Linked DNA regions of Mus musculus: regions 1 and 2 are each linked to region 3. Evidence: chromatin contacts called from public HiChIP or PLAC-seq data. All regions are on one chromosome and are shown on one strand. The core of a region is the stretch at or near the end of the contact, and the rest is flanking DNA. Distances in the headings are between cores, read along the strand shown.

What was found. HiChIP or PLAC-seq counts read pairs in DNA pulled down with a chosen protein or histone mark.
Region 1: a contact with region 3 is called in an H3K4me3 HiChIP or PLAC-seq map of embryonic stem cells, with 13 read pairs. The contact joins the enhancer-like site here to the promoter of Cope in region 3. A contact is called at or near these places in 1 of 39 promoter capture datasets (liver), 1 of 484 Hi-C or Micro-C datasets (nephron progenitors), 3 of 115 datasets of contacts at active chromatin or transcription factors (effector CD8 T cells and embryonic stem cells) and 4 of 9 other capture datasets (adipose tissue, embryonic stem cells, liver and 1 more).
Region 2: an H3K4me3 HiChIP or PLAC-seq map of embryonic stem cells shows a contact between it and region 3, with 21 read pairs. The contact joins the promoter of Crtc1 here to the promoter of Cope in region 3. A contact is called at or near these places in 1 of 39 promoter capture datasets (macrophages), 6 of 484 Hi-C or Micro-C datasets (CD4 T cells, embryonic stem cells, granulocytes and 2 more), 7 of 115 datasets of contacts at active chromatin or transcription factors (the SCID.adh cell line, astrocytes, effector CD8 T cells and 3 more) and 3 of 9 other capture datasets (adipose tissue, liver and pancreatic islet).

What each region holds. Positions count from the first base shown.
Region 1 is chr8:70,157,123-70,160,370 of GRCm38.p6, forward strand. The region is part of intron 1 of Gm45929 (predicted gene, 45929); the gene reads left to right. All of the region lies in intron 1 of Mef2b (myocyte enhancer factor 2B), which reads left to right. Among named protein-coding and RNA genes, the nearest start is that of Mef2b, 6.0 kb to the left of the region's middle. Within about 2 kb of position 1,394, at least 231 of the 459 cell types and tissues checked have an H3K27ac peak or open chromatin away from gene starts, as enhancers often do. A contact at or near this core is called in effector CD8 T cells, embryonic stem cells, nephron progenitors and 1 more, where this site is marked.
Region 2 is chr8:70,437,795-70,441,358 of GRCm38.p6, forward strand. It overlaps Crtc1 (CREB regulated transcription coactivator 1), which reads right to left and starts at 1,779. Exons shown (of 14, transcript NM_001004062.2): 1 at 1,639-1,779. The coding sequence starts at 1,764.
Region 3 is chr8:70,301,423-70,304,834 of GRCm38.p6, forward strand. Cope (coatomer protein complex, subunit epsilon) reads left to right here and starts at 1,345. Exons shown (of 10, transcript NM_021538.2): 1 at 1,345-1,510; 2 at 3,212-3,274. The coding sequence starts at 1,385. Ddx49 (DEAD box helicase 49) reads right to left here and starts at 1,030. Exons shown (of 13, transcript NM_001024922.2): 1 at 901-1,030. The coding sequence starts at 1,015.

The DNA of each region.
Region 1 (3,248 bases), core at 144-2,643, 140 kb before region 3:
GCACTGGCTCTACTGTCTACCAGGCAGACTAGAACCTGGATGGCGTCCTCCTATCCTCAAGACCCCTCCTCAGACAGGCCTTCCTGGACCCTCTGTCAAAGCTACTCTCACAGTTTCTTGCCTGAGTTTCCCCACTTTCCTCTTCCTTCATTTCCTTTCTTTTCCATAGGTCTTATACAGGCTAGGTGGCTATCACTCAGATTCACTGTGCAGCTGGCCTGCCCACCCCTACCTTCAGCTGCTGGATGTCAGGCATGTGCCACCAGAGGTGGTGTTATTTCCATCCCTTCCACACAGACCTCCTGCAGACAGACAGAGTTATGTATCTGCCATTGACTGGCCAGAGGGGAACCCATTATTTGTCTGCCCCCTTGCCTGGGTGTCCCTAACATTTCTGGGCATACAGAGGAGGACACAGGATGTCACACACACCTCAACTCAGGTTTCCATCTGGTATGTCTTGGGGCTTTTTGAGGCCATGGGTACAGTCCCTTCCGCCCAGTGCTGACAGATGTGTTAATTTCCCAAGCAGGGAGGCCTGGGCCTCTGAGGACCAATTCCCCACAGGAAGATCTTTCTGTGGAACAAAGAGGGAAATCTTGGGCTGTCCCTGCAGCCACTGTGGAGGCTCAGGGGACAAGGCTGGGGGCCTTAGGTGTCCCTAACATGGGACAGCAAGATTAGGCTTCTGGGGCAGTGGCCTTGACCAGGCAGATAATCACACGTACACATGCACTTTACCTTTCTGAGCGAGTGCCTCTCACTGAACCTGGAGATTGGCATTTTAGCAAGACCAGCCCGCTATCAAGTCCTTAGGAACTGCCTGGCTAGTACGTGGGTTCTGGGTCTCAACCTTAGGTCCACATGCTTACCTGTATCTTACCCTTACTGAGTCTTCTCAGCCACCTCCCCCAACCCCGCTAAAATTGAATTTTATATTATGTGTAGGGGTTTTTTGTTGTTGTTGTTGTTTTGGTTTTTTTTCGAGACAGGGTTTCTCTGTGTAGCCCTGGCTGTCCTGGAACTCACATTGTAGACCAGGCTGGCCTCGAACTCAGAAATTCGCCTTCCGAGTGCTGGGATTAAAGGCGTGCGCCACCACGCCCGGCTGTGTGTAGGTTTTTTTTTTTTTTTTTTCCTACATTTTTGTCACTCTTGTTTTGAAACAGGATCTCACTACGTAGCCTTGGCTGTGCTGGAACCCATTATGCAGACCAGGCTGATCTTGAACTCAGAGATCCACCTGCCTCTGAAAGGGCTAGGCAGCCAGACACCCCTGGGCGGCCCAGACTGACCGGATTTTGGTGGTTAAGATGCGGCTGCTGCAGGGAGAGTATGGGAGCTAGCTCAGCCAGGCAGATGCTTGGCCCAGAGCTGCGGTGGGCGAGGCCCCGCCTCCCGCCCCAGACCCCGCCCACAGGGGCGTGTCGTCGGCTGTAGCGGCAAGGAGATGGGCAGCTGGGGTCGCTCTCAGCGGCTGCTGGGGCCCGCGGGAGAGGGCGGGGAGGGGTCCCGGCTTTCCAGGGGGCGCTTCCTGTTCTCGTAATGAGGAGTCCTGGGAGCAGGTGATGAAACCGCAGCCCGGGTTGCGTGAGGCCGCGTGTCCCGCGGGCCTGGCTCCCCACCTGCCTCTCACTTCTGCTTTCTCTGCTCACGCTGGGCTGTGGGTCCCTGTGCAGCCCAGTGGCCCATCGCAGGGAACAAGTCGGAAGCTGGACGAGGCCTGACACTCAGGTCTTCGGAAAAGGAAAGACAAATCGAAAGCCCTTGGGGTAGGGGGAGACAGTGTTTCTAACCTGCTTTCATTGACGGTGGGGGGCGGGGGGAACGGAGACCTCATTGGGGTAAGAGGCAAAAGGTCACTGGGAAAATGGGATCTCTTCCTAGTCGCCCTCATTTCAACACCTGGGGACCCAGAGGCCTCACCAAGCTGGAGAGGTGATAGTTTGTGGTTTAGAAGCCTTTCAGGCAGTTTGTTGATCGACTTACTAACCATATCCCACCAGACAGAAGGGTTGAGTGTATGTGGGGAGGTATGTTTTATTTTAATTAAAAAAAATTGCATCCAAAGCCAAGTGTGGTGGTGCATGGCTTTAATCCCAGGAGGCAAAGGCAAGGCGATCTCTGAGTTTAGATCAACTTGGTTTACAGGAGATCCAAGACAGTTAGGGCTACATAGTGAGAGCCTGCCTTTAAAACAAAACTTTAACAATCATTAATTTTTCTGGGCGTGCGATCACCATAACTGGTGTATGGATCTCAGAAGACAGCTTCCAGGAATGGGTCCTGTCCCTCCACCCTGTGCATCCTGTGATCACACTCAGCTCATCAGGTTTGTCAATCTGCTGCCCTGGATACAAGGTGCTCCTGGTTCTGCTTGGGCAGCAGATGTGTTACTGCCCCTTGCCCTGTCTGTCACAGAGAATTTCTGGTTTTCCAAGCACCTCGCCCCTCAGTGCTCAGCCCTGAGCTCTTGGCCAACCCTGGGTATGTGGGTCACCTACATCGCAGCCCCTGGTATCCCCTCCCATCCCACCCCCACCCCCGTGAGCTCTCCTCTATGTGTACCACTGTCTAGACTGCCCTCTCACAGCTAGTCAGGGTTTCCTCCAGGACCCAGCCCTACCTCTCCCTGTCACATCAGTCTGGGCTGGATGGACACTGTCCCTGTGGCAGTCATGAGCCAGGAGAAGCATTTTAGTTTGTTTTAAGATTTCACTTTAGTTAATTAATTTTGAGACAGGATTTCATGTAGCACAGGGTGGCCTCCAAAACTACTTATGTAGCCTTGGATGCCCTTGATCTCCAAATGATCCCCAACCTTCCACCTCACCAGTGCTGGGTGACATCACTGCACAGCTGAACACCCTCTTCCTACATGAACAACACTTGGGTGTAGAAGGCTTCTCCCCGGCTCTCAGCTTCCTCCTTATGCCCAACATATTTATAATATGCTGCCCCCTCCTCCCCACATTCCGATCACCCCAACATCTGGAGCTGAGGCAGGGGGGTCCGTTTGTGGCTGGGTAATTTGCATAGAAGTACAAATAGGTCTGCTGAGCCCTGGCGGCCGCCTCCGCACTCCACGCCACACCTGGGCCACAAGCGTCTCTAGCCCGTGCTGAGTGATCGAAGATTTGCATTCTTTCATGTATTTCTGGGCAAGGTGTCTGCTGGGGAAGTCTAAGAGGAAGTGTGTAGATGAGCTGGGGGGAGGGGGAACGGGGTCGTCTCTGCCTCAGCTTTCT
Region 2 (3,564 bases), core at 529-3,028, 140 kb after region 3:
TGTGCTACACGAGGCCTTGCCTCAGTCACCTCCTCCACATCATTCACTCTCAATCCCAGGAAGAAACCAGATGTCCATCAAAACGTCAACTATGAAACTCTTTGTTCTGGTTACACTGCAAACATTTGACACCAACTGTATGCAGACACCTACTATGTGCTAGAAACAAGAAGCAAACTCAACTGCCCTGTAAGTAACACAGGGATGGTAACACTTTTTGTTTGTTTTGGTTTGGCTTTTGGAGACAGGATTTCTCTGTGTAGCTCCTGCTGCCCTGGAACTCACTCTGTAGACCAGGCTGGCCTTGGACTCAGAGATCATCCTGCCTCTGCCTCCCGAGTGCTGGGATTAGTTGTGCACCACCATCTCCACCCGGCAGATGATACACTGTTTATTTGTTCATTCATTGCCCTTTCTCAATGCCTTTCTCAATACACTGAGGGAGAACATGCCCCCCTTCACCCCCCTCCCCCGCCCCGAGGGCTTTGGGGACAGAGTCTGATTGAAAGTGAGAAAACCACCACATTCAATCACTCACTTTCGCCTACGATGCCACAATCTTGGAGAAACAAGCAACTGACTATAAGATTACCTGACCCAAAGGTGCCCACTGATGAATCCAAGCCTCATGTAAGTACCCCTGGCAGGTCACATGGGACTCAGAACCCAGGTCTGAGGGTGTGCAGAACATGCCACACACCAGCATCACCTCCTTCACCCTTGAGGAAAGTCTGATGACACACACTTGACATGGAAGGATAAGGCTCCGCATCCACTCCACTTGGCCAAGAACCTAGCAAGGCCAGCTATGCCTGTCAAATGGCCCAGCCACCCAGTCTGTTGGCAGCTGTTCCCTGTCATGCATGGGAACCAAGCAGCCACCTCTATGCTGACTCCAAACATGGAGGAGGGATATCCTCAGCTATCCAGGAGGGATAACATCTCCTTCACGGCAGAAGTAGGAGTACCAAGGAAGGCACAGGTGACAATGATACAGTATCACCTCCTCCTCAGGTGCCAATGGAGTGACAACTGTGCCCTCAAATAACGATGAAAGGACCCCTTTCCTTTAGGTAACAATGAAGGGTGACAACCGTCCACTCAGGTAGCATTAATGGAGACCTGTCCACTCAAGTAGCATAAAGGGTGACAACTATCCCCTCAAGGTAGCAACAATGGGGCCACTTATCCACACAGATAACACTAAGGGAACAACTCTCCCTGAAGGTAGCAAAGATGGTGGCACCTATCCCACCAGGTAGCAATGAAGGGTGACACCTGCCCCACCAGGTAGCAATGAAGGGTGACACCTGCCCCCTCAGGTAGCAATGATGGAGTCGTAGGTCCTACGAGGTAGCAATGATGCAGTCCCTGTACCATCAGGTAGCAATCAGGGGGGTGACACGTGTCCATTCTGATAGCTATGATGATGGCACATGTCCCCTCAGACAACAATAATAGATGACACCAGTCCACTCAGGTAGCTGCGATGGGACCACCTGTCAAGTCCAAAGAGCAATCTCGCGAGCAGCCGCTCAGCGCTGTGGCGGCGTGGGGACACCTGCGGCGGCCGCAGCCCCGCCCCCGCGTCTCTTCCTCCTCCCCTCCCTCCTCCCCTCCCCTCCCCCGCGCTCTCACCCGCGCGGCCCGCGTCAGGCTCAGGTCCTTCATGACCTCCTCGAAGGCCGCCGTCTCCTCCGCCTGCTTCTGGTTGTGCAGTGCGATCTTCTCGCTAAATTTCCGCGGATTGTTCGAAGTCGCCATCTTCTCGCCGCCTCCTCCTACTCCTACTCCTCCTCCACCTCCTGGCCCCCCCCACTCTCGGGAGCCACCGCGCAGGCGCCGGCCGGGCCCACGGCCGGAGAGAACGCGCAGGCGCAAGCACGGCCCAGAGCGTGGCGCCGGCGCGCGGGAGAGGCGTGTGGCGTTGGGGTGAACACGCCTGCGCGTGCCTGGGCAACGCGTCGGGAGCCTGGGAGGGGCGTGCCTACGCAGGCGCACTGCAGTGCGCGTGGTTCGCTGGACAGCGGTCCGGGTCCTGTCCCATCAGCGAGGGACTTGAGTGGCAGAGGACACGGCAGAACTGATGCCTGCATTCACTGGACTCCAGCATTCGCTGAGGACTTGTTGGCGCGCCTGCTGTATTCCAGGGCACAGGCATGAACAGAGTGGGCCCTGGGCTACACAGCCGGGGAAGGGAGCAGACTTCCTACCAGGAATTGAGCAGGGGTCCCAAAGTACAGTTCCTGGGCAGAGCCTGACTTGGCACACAGAAGCCGGGGTTCGGTCCCCAGCAATACACACACACACACACACACACACACACACACACACACACACACACACCACACTTATAATAAAGTTTCAAATGGGAGAAATGTGCTGCGCCTTCTAAGAAAAAAGACAGTACTGGCCATGATGGTACGACCAGCTGGAGCCAAGGGGATGGGGAATTCAAGCCACCCTTACCTGTAGAGTGAGTTCAAACCAGCCTGTGACACAGGACACGGAGAAAAAAAGACAAATGGGGGGGGGCTCTCTGGAAAGATGGAAAGATTGCTCAGAGACTAAGGGCACCTGCTGTCCTCGAGAAAGACCTGACTTTGTGATCCCATGGAATAGCTCATATGCCCTTGCAACTAAGGTTCTAGAAATCCAACGCCCTCTTCTGGCCTTGGCAAGAAGTTAAATATACACATAGCATGTGCACACACACACACACACACACACACACACACACACAGAGATACATAGATAAATGTTTTAAATTTAAAAATATTGCCAGGCAGTGGTGGCACACACCTTTAATCCCAGTATTCAGGAGGCAGAGGCAGGCAGACTTCTGAGTTCCAGGCCAGCCTAGTCTACAGAGTGAGTTCCAGGACAGCCAGGACTACAGAGAAACCCTGTCTTGAAAAAAAAGAAAGAAAGAAAAATTAGAGAGCTAAGGTCAGGCATAGTGGCACGTGCCTTTAATCCCAGCAGAGGCAGGCAGTTCTCTTTGAGTTCAAGGCCAGCCTGGTCTACAAAGCGATTACCCAGTCAGGGCTACACAGAGAAACCCTGCCTCAGAAAAAAAAAAAAGAAAAGAAAAGCAAGCAATAAATAAATAAAAACAAATAGAGCTAGAGAGAAGGCTCCGTTATGCTAGCATTTGCTGTACAGGCACACACATTAAAGTTTGGCGTGGCCATTGAGTGCTGCAGATAGGGGACTGGCCAATCACTCTACTGAAAGGGGAGCCTCACGTTCCATTCAGTGGGATGCTCTGCTTCACATGAAGAAGTAGAAGGGATCAGAAAAAGGCACACATGTCTGTGGCACACATGCACACACACACACATGCTGTGCTGAAGGAGACTGTATGAAACCCAGACCACACAGAGGAAAACAGAGCCTCAAGGTGGTAAGACTTTGAACTGTGTGAAGCTGGAGACACAGGCCTTTCCGCTACTGGGGCCATTGTGTCCTTCCAAATTTACTTAGGTCCATCTTTCCTACCTGGCAATGCCTGAGACCACCATCTCTGCCAGGAAGAGGGGAGATGGGACACACTTCTGTCTA
Region 3 (3,412 bases), core at 95-2,594:
AGCCTGTTCTACAGAGTGAGTTCCAGGACAGCCAGGGCTATACAGAGAAACCCTGTCTCAAAAAAACAAAAAAACAAGGGAAAAAAAAAAGAAAGAAAAGAGAATAGAAGAGAGGCAGCCTCAAGACCCAAACTATTCATTAGAGAAGACTTGGGGCCCCAATGGACCAATGGGATGGGGAATTTGGGGAGGGGAAAAGCCCTGCAGGTCTATGGAAGAAAAGGTCAGGAATTTCCCATATTTGGGGAAAGGCTTCAAAAACTTGCTTGAAATCACCACACCAGCTATTTTTGCCTTTTCTCTATGCTGGTACCCCTTTCTCCAGAATTGAATATTTAAAACTGTTTCATTTCCACTAGTCCCTTGAACGTGTTATTATCTAATTTCCAACAATTATTATAATTGCTTGTTTGAAACAAATTTTCAGGTAGCCCAGGCTGGTCTGCAACTTGCTACCAAACTGAGGATCACCTTGAACTCCTGATCCTCTTGCTTCCACCTGCTCAGTATTGAGATGACTGAGAGTCACCACGTCCGGCTCCAAGGACGCCTCTTTAATGGCAAAAGTGAACTGGGTCGAAGAGCACTGACACAAACACGGAGCATTGGTTTTTACCTGGAGTTTGACGGCTTCTACGTCAAAGCCAGCTCTACCCTTTTTTTTTTTCAGTGCCATGTTTTAGTCATTCACCGATCTCTCCCTATGCTCGGGTGCTACGAAAACTTAAGAGGTGCCACCCATCACCTGTGTGATAATGAACACGAGTCGGTCGCAGCGTAAATGTCAATGCTGCGGGTCAGGGTCCCCGAAACACTCAATGCTGTCCTGATTCCTGGAACCCAAGTGGGGCTAAGGAAGAGCGGGCAAAGAAAGGCATTAAAAGAAAGGCGAGAACTCACCTTCCAGGATGGCCGGAATGCACCCGAGCTGCACCGGCGTGGGCTGCTTCAACCCCAGCTGTCGACACTGTTCTACCAGCCACGACGACAACCCGATCTCAGCGAACCCCGCCATGCTCCAGACCCGGGCAGAGAACCTAGAAATGAGTGCTTCCGGCGCGTGAATGCTACGTCACGTCCACCCCGGCGCAGTCCGGCCTGGAAAAGTTGTGAGAGGACGTTGGCGGAGGAATGTGACGTCACGGAGAGACCCTCTCCAGATCCTTCAACCAATCCGAGCTTTGACCGCTTTTCAGTGTTTTGGTTCTGAAGGCCTTGTGTTTGTTGACGGAATCCGAACTATAGTTCTCGGGAGGCTTTGCAAGGTTTCTTTTTCATCGCCTCTGATTTGTCCCATAGAACTACGTTTCCCAGAGTTCCTGACGACGGGGACCTGCTTCCGGCCTACGTGTCCCAGAAGAAGGTTGGTTAGAGGTGCGGTGACATGGCTCCTCCGGTTCCTGGCGCGGTCTCTGGCGGCTCCGGAGAGGTAGATGAGCTGTTCGACGTGAAGAACGCTTTCTACATCGGCAGCTACCAGCAGTGCATCAACGAGGCTCAGCGCGTGAAGGTGGGCAGCGTGCGGAGCAGCTTCCGGCGCGCTCTGAGGTTCTGGTCCGAGGACTCGGTTTCTCTTATAATTAGGGATGGTTTTCAATTTACTCTGTAACCGAGGCTAACCTTGAGGTCCTGCGCCTCCAGTCTTCACCCCTCCAGTGCTAGGATGACAGGTGTGCACCCCTGTGCCAAGCTTCCAACTTTCTGGTGGTTGATTGACAGGGGCTCACTTTATAGCCCAGGCTGACCTGAAGTCAGGGTAATGGTGAGGTGACAGGTGTGCGCCACTAGCTCCATCATAAAACCTCTTACTGTTTCGTTTTTAAACCCCCCCCGCCCCCCTTTTTTAAGTGTCTAAAGTCAGGCATCATGGTGCACGCCTTCTATTCCAGCACTTGGGAGGCTGATCTCTGTAAGTTTAGGGTCAGCCTGATCTTCATAAGCAGTTCTAGGTCAGTTCGGGTAATACTGTAATCTGTCTTAATAATAGTCCTAAACCGGAGGTAGCTTGGTGTGCCTTAAATCCCAGCACCCAGAGGCAGAGGCAGTCAAGTCTCTGAGTTTTGGACCACTCTGATCTACATAGCGACTTCCAGGACAGCCAGGGTGCTACAGAAAAACCCCGTCTTGAACTGTACCCTCCTCGCCTCCCCCACTCCCCCCAAAAGGGAAGTTTGGTTATAAAAGAAGACAGTCTCCTTTAGCCCAGGCTGGCCTCAGACTCCCCATGTTGCTGAAGAGCACTGAATTCCTGATGGCCATGCCTGCTCTCTGGAGTGCTGGGATCATAGTGTGCACAGCCAAAGCACAGCTTCGATGCAAATGCTCCACAGGCTAAATCCTTGCCCTGGTTTTGTTTTATGTTTTAAGCAGCTTCATATAGCCCAGGCTGTCCCTAGATGTAGCAGTCTTGTCTCAGCCTCCCAGATGCAGGATGACAGGCCTGTGCCACAATGCTCAGCTTGTCTTTAGTTCATTAAAGATGTGACCCGTGTTTGCAACAGCCTGTGTGTGTTGTTGACAGAATCACCTGTCACTCATTCTTCACTGTGCACTCGTGGAAAACAGCATTCCTGCTGGGCTCAGTAAGGGATGGAGTTGGTGGAACTACAGGCTTTCTAGGTATAGTAGCCTTGGCAACAGAGGCAGCACAGAGAGCCAGGAAATGGCAGAATGGGTGTAGAAAGTGGTGGTCTTAGACTTGCCTGTTTTGAATGTGAAACAGAGTCAGGGCTGTGATGGGCTGGGGCATGGCTCAGGTAAACTATGTGGAGGCTTGTCCTTACCAGGCTAAAAAGCTGTTTTGTTAAGGTTCTGGACAAGAGGCAAGAAGATCCAACTTGTTCTCAGCTATGTAGTGAGTTTGAGGCCAGCCTAGTCTGCATGAAACCCTGTCTCCAAAACTCCCAAAATAATAAAATCAAAGCCAAATTCATTGAGCTTGTAAAGCGCCCAACAGGGCTGGGGCATGCAGCTGTGCTGCTGCTGTAGCCGTAGTGGCACTGCACGCTGTGATACTGGGATGACGCTGTGATACTGGGATGACGGCGGAGCCTCCTTGGGCTCGCATCAGTTGAGAGAAGATCAGGGCTTTGCACACTGGGTGCCCTCTGGAGGCTTTGGGGCTTCTGGGTCTCCTGGATTCCAGCTGAGACCCAGAGCTATGAGCCTAGCAGGGAGGCTGCCCAGCCTCACTCTGCATATCTTCTCACAGCTCTCCAGTCCTGAGCGGGAAGTAGAGAGGGATGTCTTCCTATACAGAGCATACCTCGCACAGGTGAGTGTGGACAGCCTGGGGAAGGGCACAGAGTATTATGCAGGAAAGCCGTGGACAGCCAGGCCAGGGGACTGTCAGGATGCCTCATCACGGGGAGGGTTAAGTATGTGTGGTCCTGAGAATTGAACTCAGGTCATC